Linked DNA regions of Mus musculus: region 2 is linked to region 1. A link is a contact called in public HiChIP or PLAC-seq data. All regions are on one chromosome and are shown on one strand. Each heading gives the region's core, a stretch centred on a gene start, on an enhancer-like site or on the middle of the called end of the contact. The rest is flanking DNA. Distances are from core to core; before and after follow the strand shown. Region 1 overlaps Cfap54 (cilia and flagella associated protein 54). Region 2 overlaps Gm17745 (predicted gene, 17745).

The links. HiChIP or PLAC-seq counts read pairs in DNA pulled down with a chosen protein or histone mark.
Region 2: a contact with region 1 is called in a BATF HiChIP or PLAC-seq map of CD8 T cells, with 5 read pairs. The contact joins two enhancer-like sites. A contact is called at or near these places in 1 of 15 datasets of contacts at CTCF or cohesin (CD8 T cells), 1 of 484 Hi-C or Micro-C datasets (uterus), 4 of 115 datasets of contacts at active chromatin or transcription factors (CD8 T cells, bone marrow-derived macrophages, embryonic stem cells and 1 more) and 2 of 9 other capture datasets (adipose tissue and embryonic stem cells).

The regions. Positions count from the first base shown.
Region 1 is chr10:93,037,639-93,045,300 of GRCm38.p6, reverse strand. It overlaps Cfap54 (cilia and flagella associated protein 54), which reads left to right. Exons shown (of 68, transcript NM_001347060.2): 7 at 1-47; 8 at 173-274; 9 at 1,874-2,072; 10 at 6,052-6,233; 11 at 6,323-6,488; 12 at 7,405-7,487. Among named protein-coding and RNA genes, the nearest start is that of Gm40739, 33 kb to the left of the region's middle. Within about 2 kb of position 2,925, at least 32 of the 459 cell types and tissues checked have an H3K27ac peak or open chromatin away from gene starts, as enhancers often do. A contact at or near this core is called in CD8 T cells, where this site is marked.
Region 2 is chr10:93,339,641-93,347,302 of GRCm38.p6, reverse strand. All of the region lies in intron 1 of Gm17745 (predicted gene, 17745), which reads right to left. Among named protein-coding and RNA genes, the nearest start is that of Gm17745, 7.3 kb to the right of the region's middle. Within about 2 kb of position 4,147, at least 56 of the 459 cell types and tissues checked have an H3K27ac peak or open chromatin away from gene starts, as enhancers often do. A contact at or near this core is called in CD8 T cells, where this site is marked.

The DNA.
Region 1 (7,662 bases), core at 1,676-4,175:
CGTCTCTGGAAACCTCCCGAAAATATTACAGAGAGGCCACGATAAAGGTATGAACATTTCATGAAATGGAAGACATCTACCACGCAGCGCTATTGACTGAGCGCTCAATCTTAGTGACCGAGTCGTGCATCCCGTTGTCACTTCTTATATATGATTCTTCTTGTGGGGACAGATGGCTGTGATGATCTTCAAAAGAGGAGTATTCGAGTCTCGAAGAAAAAACAAAAATGTGTTAAGACCGAAGCTAAGACTCAACCTAAAGGAAGCTCAAAGTGTGAGTCTCCAAGGCTCCCCTTCTTGCCACCCTCTTGCAATGTGTATGGCTTCTTCCTTTGGATCCGTTCAAGCCTGTCCCTGATTTTAGAGCCATGGAATGTCTTCCTAACTGAGCTACAGCCTCCCAGCACCCCCTTCTCTTTTTGGGGCCTCCCACTATCCCAGTTTTGCAACATTAATGGGTGAGTTGCTGAGGATGAGCTTGGAAAAGGTTTGCATAAAAGCCCCTTGCAAATGGACAGTCCTCGGAGTTGGCCTGCGCAGATCCTTGCCTCTGGGCACCTGACAGCAGCTTTGAGGTTTTCTCATTAGCTTTAGGTTCACCATCGGGAGTAGACTTTACTATAGTGACAAACGACCCTCACATCTCAGAAGACTTAAAAAATAATTTCCCATTGCACTTTAGGGCTAGCAGAGTCATCAGGAGGCCTGCTAAATAGCTGTTCAGGGCCAGGCCTGGTAGAAGCTCTAATTTATTTAGACAATGCATGGCTTCTCTGCTGGCGGGGATGACAGAGAGCTTGGAGAAGCCACAATGCCTGGCATGGAAGTGCTCCAGTGTCACATTTCTCCAGTGTCTTCACTGGTCACATGGCCCCTCTCAACCTCAGCACTGAGCACTGTCTTGGGGGAGTGAGTCAGATACTCTTTGTGGGGTTCAATCTTTGCCTCCCATCCTCTGGTCGTCCTGTCCTTCCGTCTCCCCTTCCATCTTTACACTTCCCTGTAGCCTCTCTGAGCTCAGTGTCCTCTGGGTTCAGTTCTCCTCCTTCCCTGAAGCCATCCCTGACCGTTCTCAATGGTGTCAGCTAGCTCTTCTCTGTGAGTGGCTATGCAGGGTCTGGAAATGAAGGCAAGGGCAGTTGTTGTTGTTGGTGGTGAGCTGGTTCTGACAGAAAAGCAACAGAATCTCAGAACCTGGAGGCGAACTTGGAAACTACCTGCTGTGGTGCTTTTTCACTGTACAGGAGGGATTCAGGGCTCAGAGTCACACGCCCCAGCTGGCAGCATTGAAAGGCTTCTCACAGCACCAAATGTCCACTGCATAGTGACTAAGAGCACTGGCTGTTCTTCCAGAGAACCAGGGATTCAATTCCCAGCACCCACATCTATCTATCTATCTATCTATCTATCTATCTATCTATCTATCTATCTATCTATCTATCTATCTATCTATCTATCTAATCTATCCAGCTATCTAATCATCTATCTAATCTATCTATCTATCTATCTATCTATCTATCTATCTATCTATCTATCTATCTATCTATCTATCTAATCTATCCAGCTATCTAATCATCTATCTAATCAATCTATCTATCTATCTATCTATCTATCTATCTATCTATCTATCTATCTATCTATCTATCTATCTATCTAATCTATCCAGCTATCTAATCATCTATCTAATCAATCTATCTATCTATCTATCTATCTATCTATCTATCTATCTATCTATCTATCTATCCATCTATCCACCTATCTATCTATCCATCTATCCATCCATCCATCCATCCACCCACCCACCCACCCACCCACCCATCCATCCATAGTCATTGCCTGTAGCTGCTCTGGTTTTCTCTCCTGCCTGCTCTAGTTGCCCTGGCCACGGACAGTCACTGAACGGCTGCTGGATGAGCTACTTGACAGCACCTCATCGCGGTTTCTGGCTGTCTTGGAAGCCCTCTCTGACTCAAACAGGCGGATCCTGCAGACTGGACCGCTGGTTACTGACGAAATGGAGCTGCGTGATGTGGTGTCGGAGCTGTTTATGGCTGGAAAAGAACTTTTGATACGTAAATACAATGTTGATATTTTATTGTAGACACTGGTATTGAACACCTTCTGAATGATAGAAATTGGTATTCAATCTACAGATTGACCTTGAATCCAGTGACCATGATTATAAATAATTTATTTGTGGATTTGTTTTTGATTTTCTAAAAAATAATAATAATCTTTGATAATGACAGTTACAATTTTTTTCCTTTTCAGGTTTTAGTCTCTTAAATTCTTTTTTTTTCCATTTCTTGATTTATTGCACAGACTAGAATGATGAGAAATGCGTGCCAATGGCTGACTTCTGACCTCCTTGTCCCAATTTGACAGTAGATGGAAAACCTTCAATGCTTTACCATTAGTTCAGACACTGACTAAAGGGATTTTTATGGCTTTTTTTTTTTCAGATGAAGACAGTTTCTTTACTTCTTGATTTGTTAAGCATTTTAGTTTTTGTCAATTGGGATAGTCTCTCTGTGTGTGTGTGAATGTGTGTGTGTGTGTATGTGTGTGTGTGTGTATGTGTGTGTGTGTATGTGTGTGTGTTTGTGAGTTATCTCTTTCTTCCTCCCTTCACCCCCTCTCTCCTGCAATCACTTTTTTTTCTTTGAATCAGGGTCACTGGTTTTGTTAGACTGACTAACTCTAACTGGCCAGGCAACCCAGGGCTGTTCCTGTCTGTTTCCTTGATAACAGGTGTATGCTGCCATGCCTGGCCTTTCACATGGATAAACATTTGTATCTTTTCTGACAGAAGTTCTTAATTTTACTTTCATTTTGTGCATCTGAGTCTTTTGCCTTCCTTTATGTATGTGTATCGCCTTGTGTGCTTGGTGCCGGTGGAGGCCAGAAGAGGGTATCTGATCCCCTGGAACTAGAATGACGGATGACCTTAACTTTTGGTTCTTTGTGGGGTCTGAAAATCAAGCTTGGGTTCTCAGGAAGAGCAGCCAGTACTTGTAACTTCTGAGCAGCTTCCAGACATTCTTAAATTTTAATGTCATCCAGGTTGCCAATACATCCCACTATTTCCGTTCTCTAGGCACTGGATTCTTGCTTCATGCTTCTGAGGTCCTCTTGCTTCTGAGAGAACACTCCTACTTGAGTCCTCATTCACTCTGATCTACTTTTCTGCTTCCTGTGGTAAAGGATGCTTGCATTGTGGGTTTTCTTTGAAAATACTTGCGTATTGAATTTTCTTTCCACATGAACTTGAACTTACCTTCTATGGCCTTGCAGCAGCCAGCAGATCGGGCTCTAAGGTCTGCCTAGGAGACATGGGAAGCCAGGTGTTTGCTTGTGTAAGTTTTTTTTTAAAAGATTTATTTATTATATGTAAGCACACCCCAGAAGAGGGTGTCAGATCCCATTTCAGATGGTTGTAAGCTACCATGTGGCGAGACTATGCGCTCACTTGGTGGGTGACAAAATGCAGACAGAAAAAAACAAAATGCAAATGAGTGGTCTGGAAACTCACTCACGTTGAAGAGCCCTCTCAGAAGTCCTAAGAAAGGAACAAAAACGAGGGACTTGGTGTTGAATGTTAAAACGTTGACATTCATTTAGTTATGTATCTTAGTGAAAGAGGTAGACACAGAGAGGAAAGGGAAACATAACAGGAAATGGTATTTTGGTTGGTTGTTTAGTTGGTTGGTTGGGTTGGTTGGTTTGTTGGGTTGGTTGGTTGGTTGGTTGGTTTGGTGTGGTTTTGAGCTCAAAATGCCTCCTGCTTCACTGGACCCAGTGTGATGAGACATAAAAATAACAACACAGATAAGAGTATGAAGGCTATGATCTATAAAGACAATGAGATGTAACGAACATTGAACTTACACACAGAGCCATAGGTCCCTTCATGTGTACTCTTTGGTTGGTGGTTTAGTCTCTGGGAGCTCGGTGTGTGTGTGTGTGTGTGTGTGTGTGTGTGTGTGTGTGTGTGTGTGTGTGTGGCTGGTTGGTTAATATTGTTGTTGTTCTTATGGGGCTGCAAGCTCCTTCATTCCCTTTACTCCTCCACTGGGGTTCCCACGCTCAGTTTGATGGTTGGCTTCGAACATCCACACCTGTATTTGTCAGGCTCTAGCAGAGCCTCTCAGGGGACAGCTAAATCAGGTTCCTGCCAGCAAGCACTTCTTGGCATCAGCAATAGTGTCTGGGTTTGGTGTTTGCATATGGGATGGATCCCCAGGTGGGGCAGTCTCTGGATGGACTTTCCTTCAGTCTCTGTGGGAGGAGACAGGGGAGATGTACAGAGGATCAGGAAATTGAACAGTTGTGTAGCTGTGGGGGATGGGGAACTGGGGGTAGCCACCAGAAAGTCTCAGATGCCAGGAAAGCAAGAGGCTCCCAGGACCCAACGGGGATGATGACATTAGCTGAAATACCCAACAAAGGGGAGAGAGAACCTGTAGAGACTATATTCAGAGATTAGGCACAGCCCCCCAGTTGAGGTATGGGGCCACCCACCCTTCTCAAAAACATTAACCCAAAGAGTGGAGTTTATATAAGTTTATATCACACGTGTGTGTGTGTGTGTGTGTGTGTGTGTGTGTGTGTGTATGTGTGTGTGTGTGTGTGTGTGTCTGTCCTCCTGAAGGCAGTGAGTCTCTGATCCCATACTTTGGCCCCATGTCTTCATAAAGAAAGGTTCTGAGAGAAATTGGGGGGAGGGGATCAGAATATTTTATTTCCAATTTAAAAAAAAAAAAACGAACAAACCTGTCAAGTGAGAATTCTTTTGATCTCATTCACTCAGATTCTAAAACTTAACCTCATTGGCAAGTACCCTGTTTTCATTTAAATGGGAGGAGAACGTCCCCACGTCTTCATGCCTTTCCGTCAAGTTCTTCTAAGCAGTCCCTTTATCCTGGATCCTCTCTCATTTTCTTTCTGGATGTCACCGAGATGGTCAGACATGCCATGGGAGTTGCCTATGTGTACTGCTCCCAAGTCTTTCCTTCTACTATCATATACACAAGGCAGCCTCTGTTCTTACTACCCTACTGAAAAACCCCATCTCCTTTCTGCTCAGAGAATCTCACTCAGTGCTTCCCCCCACACTCTTCCGTAGGGTCTGTAGTACCTGCTACTGATGACTCCTCTTTACACTGAAAGCTCTCCTTGGCAGCCTTTTCTCCTTCTGCCTTCCCGTGTTAGATGATGCTTCTTAGCTCATAGCTGATCCTGCTGTCTGCTGTGAATATAGCTACTGGGATTATGTGAATCACTAGCTGGACACGTTCCTTGTTCCTAACATCGAGCTTCCGATGCAGCTAATTCACTCTTGGCCAGTTTCTTACAGTCCTTACTCCTTTATCTAAAAAGAAAAAAAAAAGATTTATTTTTGTTTTATGTGTATGGGTGTTTTGCCTGAATGCATGTATGTGCACCATATATGTGCCTGGTGTCTTGTGCCCTGGTGTCTACGGAGGCCAGAAGAAGCCATCGGATTCCCTGGAACTTGAATTGCAGACAGTTGTAAGCTGCCACGCGGGTGCTGGCAACCAAACCTGGGTTCTCTGCAGGAACAGCAAATGTTCTTAACTTCTGACCATCTCTGTAGCATGCCATGGTTGTTCTTCTGAGTGACCTCAGGGAAAGTCCTCCCTCAGACCTACCCTTTGATAACCCTTCTTATTTGTCTCCACAGCACTGTATTTATTTATTATATATAAGTACACTGTAGCTGTCTTCAGACATACCAGAAGAGGGCATCAGATCTCATTACATATGGTTGTGAGCCACCATGTGGTTGCTGGGATTTGAACTCAGGACCTTTGGAAGAGCAGTCAGTGCACTTAACCGCTGAGCCACCTCTCCAGCCCTCACTTAGGTTTCTTATGTGTCCCACCAGCCTACAACCTCAGTGACAGTGAGGCTGGGGACAGCACCCTTTTCTGTCTCCTCTTCCTAGCATCTGACAGTGTCTGACATCGAATATCTAATGCATGTCTCCTCAAATGAGCGGCATCCAAACATTCCTCTCTCCTTTTCTAGTTTCAAATGTTCGTTCAAATGGAAAGCTTGATTTCCCCCAAACGAGTCTCCTGGAGCATGTAGTAGAGAAGCGGAATGCTCTTTCCGTGGGTGCTTCTGTGAGGTTTGCCAAGCTGGCTTTTACTTACGAAGAATGGGGATTATTTGAATCCCTAGCTGGACAGCTTATTCACTTTCTCCAGGTAACACATGCAAAGCTCTTTGCTAGTGTCTCCGTTTTGTTAAAACAACGTTAACTGGCTATTTAACCGGTGGGATATGCTTTTCGCAGAAGCAGGACAACCCCCAGTCAAAGAAAGCAGAGAAGGATTTAATTCTTCTGCTTGCAGTCGAACCATTGATCAATGTGAAGAGAAACAGAGGTTTGATCTTTCCTTTGGAAACCGATAAGGAGACACAGTCCATTGAAAATTATCTAAAACACATAGCTTGTCATGGTGAGTAGCTGGAGTCTTAAAAAAAATGGCCTTATGTGAGAAAACATAGTCTTTTCTGGTGAGGTGACACAAGACATGTCCAATGCAGAAGGGCTAGTGAGTGCATCTGATGACTGACTGGCAAGGCTGACCAACTGACTGGGGCAGTAGGGGGAGTGGTGGAGTCTAGAACATGGCAGGTCAGAAATAGCTGGGTGTCAGGTGATGTGGTCTCTAGACCTTGTGAGAACAACCATGCGTTTCTGGAAATGCTTTCGACATAAGAGAGAGGTCCCGCGTAAGCATTACAGTTCAGTGTGAGGTCAGCAGGGCAAAGGGCAAAAGGCAAAGGAGGATGGGACAAAGGCGGAATGAACTAAGAGCAAGTTTGGCTCTGCCCCTTCTCACTAGCAGGCGGCACTTTCCATTCTAGGACTTCAAGGGTGTCAGCATCAGTGTATGCACACTCGAACGTCTAGTCTGCTTTTAGATCAGTGAGAAGTATTTCATTCTGGGTTTCTATATTTTCCCCGGTCCTTTAGGCAGCACCTGGCCTCCTTATTGCAGCAAATCATTTGTACCCATAGTGACAGACTTTCTTCTTCCACTGGGACCCAAATAAACAAATGCCTCTATTCATTTTTCCACTCATCACATTTCTGATCATTTGAATATTGTCAGTGCCTCCCATTTCTCCTTGGACACAGCTGATGTATGCATTGTGAACTGATCATAAAAACGCCAGTCCATTTTAACTGACTTACCGGGATACATTTTGACATGAACACATTTTTAAATAGTGTACAGACAGGATAAATGTGGCCACGGTAAACAGAGCCAACATCATTTGTGGTATTTTTGTGAGGTTTCTGTCCTCTGTCCCTGGTGCTTCTCGGTTGATAGCCCCACCCTCATTTTCTTTGCTTTTCATGTGCAGAGTCTTGTATGAGGACCACATTCACGGAAGACACTTTTAGCTTGGCAGCAATTCTTCATTTCTGTGTCTGTGTCCCTACCCAGGTAAAGTAGCTCTTTAAGATAAGTTGTAACAATGTCCAAGGAAATATAGACTGGCCTCCCTCAAGGCCAGGTTCAAAACACTGCAGGACCAGGATCCGCTCCTAAGGTTATTAATCATTCGCTCATTAGAATGCATCGCTGTGTTGTCTGACGTCTTGAAATGTTCAGTTTCCTC
Region 2 (7,662 bases), core at 2,898-5,397, 300 kb before region 1:
CTGAACACTCAGAACCAACTGACATGCGGGGCTTATACCCGTCAATCAAAACAATTCATGAGGGCTGGAGAGACGGCTCAGTGGTTAAGGGCACTGACTGCTCTTTCAGGGGTCTGGAGTTCAAATTCCCAGCAACCACATGGTGGCTCACAACCATCTGTAATGGGATCCGATGCCCTCTTCTGGTGTGTCTGAAGACAGCTACAGTGTACCCATATACATAAAATAAACAAATAAACAAGCAAAAAGGTTCATGAATTAGTTGAGACAAACAGGATGCACGTGGGATGGGAGAACACTGGCGTTTCCCATACCGCCTAATCTCATCTCAAAGGGTTTTTTTTTTGGGGGGGGGGCGGGTCTGGATCAATCTGGCATTGGACAGGATTGGTATCTGTCTATTTAATGAAAACTATGCCAGGTACTTCAGAGACACCTCATGCCAAGGCTCAGTGAATGAAGGAAACTGTCGCAAGGGATTGAGAGCAGCAGAAGAAAGGCAGTCACCATGTGTGTGGATATTTGTTGAGGTCCTGTCTCTGAACTCTGATCCTAAAAGGTGGCCTGAGCCAGGCCACCTCTTGCTCTCTGGTTATGCCCAGTCTCATTCAGACTCCCCTGTCTCGGCAGGAACTTCACTCTCCTGCTTTTACGTGACATGTTGCTGATAAAATTCGTGTGTCTGTCCTCTTGTAGGTAAAGGAGACCTCTCCATCTTTGTCTCCATCTCTGTCCCTCCATCCTTCTCTCCATCCTTCCTTCTCTCCCTCCTCCTTCCCTCCCTTCCCTTTCTCCTCTCCCCTCTTCTTTGTCTCTTCTCTCCACTCTCAGTTCAAAGACACAAAAAGAGAAGTCCTGTTGAATACACAGCATCACCACAGGCACCCAGCGTGGCCTGCTGACAGCCCAGTGCAGGCCCCTCAGTGCAAGCGGAATCTCCCAGCACCCTGACCAGGGACTTCCCAGCCTCTAGAACTGCAAGACTTCAGTACTTGTCCATCAGCCCATCTAGTCTAAGTGCTTTGTAGCCTCTGGAGCTGAGACACGATCCCCTACCCGCCACTCTCCACTAGCCACCAGAGTCGTTTTATTATTATTATTATTATTATTATTATTATTATTATTATTATTATTATTATTATTATTATTATTATTATAAAACCACATTGAGACATTTTACCTCCTCATGGAGTTCAACATTGAAAACAACTCATGCTTCTTTGCTGCCTATAAAACCTTGTGATCTGGCTGCCGCCAGATTTCTAGACTCTCCCTCTTGGGACACTCTTCAAACTCTAGGCATATCACCCCCTGCACACTGAAACCCTATGTGTCACTGCCCAAATGTGTGTGTGTGTGTGTCTGTGTGTGTGTGTGTGTGTGTGATCCTGCAGCCTTCTGGATGTCTGGCCCTTCCAAGGTGTTTTCTGACTGGCTACTGTGTGCAAAGTCCCTACAATGCCACCAGCCACCCATCTAATGGCTGTCTGGTTTTCTTCATAGCATTTTTAAGACCTGATACCCTACTGTCTTGCATCCTATCCTCTGATTTCTCATTTCGACTGAGAACAGGAACTTGGCCTGGGTATTTGCCTTTCTATCATTGACACGGGACAGGCCCTGCTCAGCTCTCATCAGTTCTGAGTGACTACACATGCTAGTAGCTGGAGAGGTAAGATGCTCCACCTCTCCTGGTTTGTTTTTCCCCTCTTTCAAGAAAGAGTAATGGCTGGGCATGTTCCCAAACAGTCCTTTTTATGCATTTGCATATCACAGATTGGGGAATGATCAATGACTTCTAAGATTCTGACGTACCTGGAGTGAGTAGACTCATAATTAGTTTCTTTGAAGTACCAGTGAGTCAGAGAGTGTGCTAGCTCCTACTCGGAGCCACAGCAAAGTCTTTATGGATGAATGCAAGGGCAACAGTGTTTAACGGAGTCTTCAAATGGGAGGTGCAAAAAGATGAGACACAAAGGGATGTTGTGGGTGGTGACAGCATCCCACAGGCCTACACTTCGCCTCTCTCCCTCTTCAGCTGATACCTTAAAAAACGCTAGGTTACCTACCTGAAAAGTATACCTAGCCTTGTTCGAAGGGGAGGGGAATTACTGTTGGTGGGAGACAGGAGAGGGTGTGAGGGGATGGGTAGATCAAAATATATTATATACATGTAGGGAAGTGCCATAATGAGGCAGATTGTGTGTAAATATATGCTAATAAAAAGCATTTGAAAAGGTACATCTAGTATTGCCTACCTACCCACTTCGTGTGCTGAAAAGATGGATGGAATTTCTTGAAACATTGAGCCTTATATAAGGAACATATAAGACAGATGTTAATTTAGGAAAGCATTGTCTAAGGGAATCTGGAATTTTCTTCAGCTTTTGAAAGAGAACTAGGCTCAGAAGCAGAGACCTAGGTCTGAGCTTAGATTCTAAAGCTGAAAAGTGGCATGACTTTGGGTAGGAACCTTAAAGATCATTGAATCTGCTTTCGTCCTCCTTGTTAAGGGGATGCTACTCCGCCCATCTTAGAGCCTGTATCTCAGTGGCTCTCTGGGAAGGCTTCAGACTGTAAGCCACCATGTATTGTGCTTTGGTTCTGCGAATACCGTTGAGACAGACTCTCTACAGAATACAAGGACAAGAGGATGTCAAAAGCTATTAATTCATACTCTTGCACATGGTGTGTGTGTGTGTGTGTGTGTGTGTGGTACATGTGTGCTCATGCATGCATGTGAGTGTGCACATGTACATATATATTCATATACATGCATATGGGTGTGTGTACATGTAAAGGCTGACTTTGGAGTTAGGTGGCTTAGGTTCAAGTTGTGCGGGTGAACTAGAATTTATTTCAGTTCTTCGTAAAACTGGTTAAGTACCAGCCCTCAGGGTTATTTAGGCAGTGGTTCTGAGCCTCAATAATGCTACAACCCTTCAATACAGTTCCTTATGTTGTGGTGACCCCCAATCATAAAATTATTTCATTGCTACTTCATAACTGTGCCTTTGTTATGAATTATAATTTAAATATGTTTTAGAGATAGAAGTTTGTCTAAGGGGTCACAACCCACAGGTTGAGAAGCACTGGTTTAGAGGATTGTATATAAATGTCATCTGGCTGACATGTGATATATATTTTCTATGACTATTAAGTTACTCCTCTGAAAAAAAAAATCACTGGTCTTATCCACACTGTTCAAGGAGTCTTGCTTCTTTCCAGTTTCTACTCAGTACCATTCTGGAATCACCCAGACCTTTCCAGTTCTTCTCGCCATCATACACAATTATACAGGACATGGCTAAGGAGTATTCTGCTAAGTGCCAGGAGTGCACTGCACAGCAGTGGGGTGAAGTCCTGACTAGGTCACACATCACACAGACAAGCAGTAGTCATTCTGATGTTCAAGGACCCCCGTTGCAAAGTATAACCCTTGGACTTCCTTGCTGTAGCTGTGAGCTGGAATAGAAGGTCAGATTTGAGTCTGTGCAGCAAAGCTGAGGAGCTGTGTGGACTTAACTGGCACCAGGCTGTAAGATGAGTCACTGAACAAAGACGTTGTTACCATAAAGATTTGCCTGTGGACAGTTAAATTACATTATTGTAATTTGCCAAAAATACCTTGTGTCGGTTAGGAGAGACTGAGTCATGCTATGATGAGAGATCACCCCACCTCCGGCCTATGAACGCACAACGGTGTCTAACCACGGTACACTGATGGCTTGTTTCCTCTGCTATTCTTGCTGTTCTTGGTGTAGGTGTTGGAGATTGAATCAATGGCCTGGCTTGTGGGAGGCAAGCATCCCATCACTCAGCTCCCATTCCAGTCATGCATATGTGTAGATGTGTGTTCACATTTGCGTCAACTTTGAGATAAGATCTTCATGTGTAGCCCAGGATAGCCTCAAATCCAAAATTCTCCTGCCTTAAGCATCTGGGTGCCAGGGAACACGCACATACCCCCCCCCCCGCCCACACACACACACCACTGTACCTGGCAGCTTTACCCCATAGAACTTTCATTTCTTGTTCATGCTTCCTGTTCACTGGACATTGGTTGGAAAGGGAGGGTATGGGCATGTGGCGGCTCTGGTCAATGTTTATGAACAGTCACTGAGGTATGTAGGCTGGTAGCACCATTCCCACTTACAGAATTGCTGATTTCATGCCAGAGGGGGAAATGACATCCCTAGATCTTGTGTTGGCTACTACATGCTTTAGCTTGTGAGCAACACCCTTGACTATAGACAACTCATTAACCACAAGTATCCATTTTGATCTCAGTCAACCTTCCAAAGGAGGCCAGAAAAATGTGATCACACCAAGAGGAAGAGAGAAAAAAAAAACAACAACAAAAAACAATTGCCAAATATTCCCACTGCTCACTTCTATCCCATTATGTACTAATGAAACTGATTCTTAGAAAACCCAGTGACAATTAAGAGAGCAGAGCTAGGTGATGCTGTGGTAGCCAGTGTGGGCCAAAGACAAAGTTTGGGAATTCTTCAAAAGCCGTCTGGTTCAATAGGGCGATCCTTCTTCCCTTGAGGACATCTTCCTTCTATCCAATTATTTACTTATCCTTTTGCAATTTCTTGGATCAAAGTCTTGCCTTTTATTCTCTCTTATTCCCTTCCCCTATTCTGCCAAATCCCTTCTCCTTCTCCAACCCACTCCTCCTTTCATGTCTTTGTGCATGCGGCCCACTGCATTAGGATTCCTGCATGAGAGGTAGGTTATCTGTTTGAGTTGGGCCTGTGCATCAGAAGCAGCACCATTAATGACTATTACCAATCCCCTTCCCTTACAACTACATAGAGCTCTTCTGGAGGGTGGGGCCTTATAAGGCTCCTTTTTTTTTGGTTTTTAGAGACAGGGTTTCTCTGTATAGTCCTGGCTGTCCTGGAACTCACTCTGTAGACCAGGCAGGCCTCTAACTCAGAAATCTGCCTGCCTCTGCCTCCCAAATGCTGGGATTAAAAGCATGCATTTTAAAGCACTAATTGCCGTTCTTGAGCTCTATCGCCCATTCTGCCTACCTCCTCTTCCACAATGTTCCCTAAGTCTTACAGTAGTAGTAGAGATGCCCCATTTAGGTTGAATGACTGCTGGACCAACTGGTGGAAGAAACATTCTATACTACACTGCTTCTCTGCAACCACAAACCTCTAGCTACCATAATTTACCATATAACCATCTATATCCTAGTAATGAATCCTTGGTCCTCAGTCATGCTTCATCCATTTTAGCCAGCATTCAATCCAAAGAAAGGCTACCGTAGTGGAAGCTCATGTGCCTCTCAGTTCCTTACTGGACCTGACCTGAGAGCTTTACAGAAAACACAGTCTTGCTGACACGGTAGAGGGCGGGCTCTGGCTCTGCTAAGAAGTCAGTTTTCATTGCTTTAACTATGGGGTTGCCTTTAGGTCTCAACCCATTCCCTGTGGTCAAGATGTAAAACTCTCAGCTCCTTCTCTGGCACCACAGGCTTAGATTTCTTAAAACCTACTTTAATAAGGGTTCTCAAATGCTTCAACGCCCCTTCTAGCCCACGGTCCAAAGGTGTGGAACCAAGAAAGGCAGCCTGTTTTCTGGGTGAGCTAGGTTTAAACCCTGGAGACCCAGCAGGTGTTCCTGCAAGGGACAGAAGGCCCATTTGCCATGCTCCTACACACTGAGCTCCTGACACTAGGCCCCAGCTCCATAATTCTGTGGCCATCAGTCATGTAGGGCAATGCCTCAAGTCTCTGGTATTCTGTCTGGACTCCACCCCCACAGTTACCTGGCAACAGCCAGGCAGGCCTGGCCCACTATAAAAGGGGATATTTGCCCCCTCCTCCCTCTCTTGCTCTTACTCTTGCCTTTCCCTCCCTTGCTCCCCCAAACCCCTCTATGCATTCCCTTCCCCTATCTCTCCACATAGCCATGGCTGGCTTCTGATTCTCTACTCTCTCCTTCTCTCTGCCTTTCTCTTTACCTCTACTACCCTCTTAGCTCCCCTTCCTGCCATGACAATAAAAACCTTAAAACCATGGACTGTCTCTTCTCATCAGGATCCACCATGCTGGAGCAATGGAGCAGGTCTTCCTCTAAAGAGCCACATCTAACCTCCCACAAGGAGGCCTCTCTGCCTCTGGAGACATGGCTTCCGCTGAGCAAGCCAAGCAGTCCCGGGCTAGAGCCAGCCCGGTGCCCTCCCCCCAGCTCTTCCACGTCATCCAGCAGCATCTGGGGTGTCCAAGAGCCTGAGAACCTGTCGTACTCGGCCTCCGTGCAGACCCGGGGACCCTGAGCCAATTCTGGCAGTTCTGCAGGGACCTCAGACTATGATTTCCTACCTTCAGCAGGGTCTTGTGGCCTCTTACAGCCCAACACCTTCCTGGCGGTGGAGTGGGGTGTATGCAGTCCTGCCTTGCCCAATGGCCTGAGCCCTGGGCTGGACATGGGACCCATTTTAACCCACACAAAGATAGGGGAGAAAAAAATGGTAAATAGGACAAGGGGATATAAATCTGTTTAGAAGTAGTTCTTTGGGGGTGATTCCAATCTCTGTCAGGATACCAACAGTCCAGTTCAAAAGTGTCACTAAACACAAATCAGTAATGGTAGCATGATCCAGCAGAAACCACCAGGCCTCCACCAAATTGGCACTAGTCACCAGGAGTGACAAGGACCGGCCAGAAAGCTAAGAGTTTTCTGCTCTGCCTTTCAACGAAGCAAAGACCGATAAAGCATGGCACAGCTAGCCTTGCAAACAGCCTGTCACTGTCAGTATATCCTATAGACACACTCTCCAAATATCTTGTGTCTTCCCAAGAGGTTCCCAAAGAAACCTCTCTGGTGAGGTCTGAGAGCTACACTAATCTATGTGTCTAGGAAGAGATAGGGTGCCATTATGAGGATGGTGCACCATGAAAGGAACCCCTCCCCCCACCCCCAATACACACAGGAAAGTTATGTAACTATTCAGGATTTCTTTTTAAAGTAAAAAGCAAACATGAGAGATTGCATGCAATAATAAAAACTTCTGAGTTTGAGCATCTAGTCTCTAGGATTAATTCTTAGGGAAACTCATTAAGTGGACCCTTTGGCCAGGAAGTCCTGGGGAGAGGATCCTAGAAGACATATGGGAGAAGTTGAGGAGAACCAAACCATGGTGGAGATTGTTCTTCATGGAAAGTCAAGAGAATTTGGGGCGGCATTCTCTGTTATTTAATGGAAGTTCGTTTGGTGAGCTTGTAGTTTAAAGAAAGCTACAGGTTAAAAAAGAGGACCAGTCCTTGTATCCTGACCCTTTGCGATCTGCCACACTTAGAACAACAGTAAACACAGGAAAGCTTGCTTATTGGACACCGAGACTTCGGAATGAGAGCGGTGTTACTCAGCCACAGATGGTCCACAGGGATGGCTGAAGTGGTGGTGAGTTTGTGCCTTCTGATTGGTCAGCATACACAAGCTTGGCTTCACATGCAAAATCATTAAAGACATTGTATGAATTGTTTTTTTAGACTCTGTGTATTAGGCATATATGAAACAAATAAATTTAAAGTTTCTTTTCTGGGATAACATTATATACATAAATGTTCCAAATTATAAAGGGATCAAAAAGATCCCAAATCAGAAACACTTCTGATCTCAAGCATTTTGGTTAAGAGA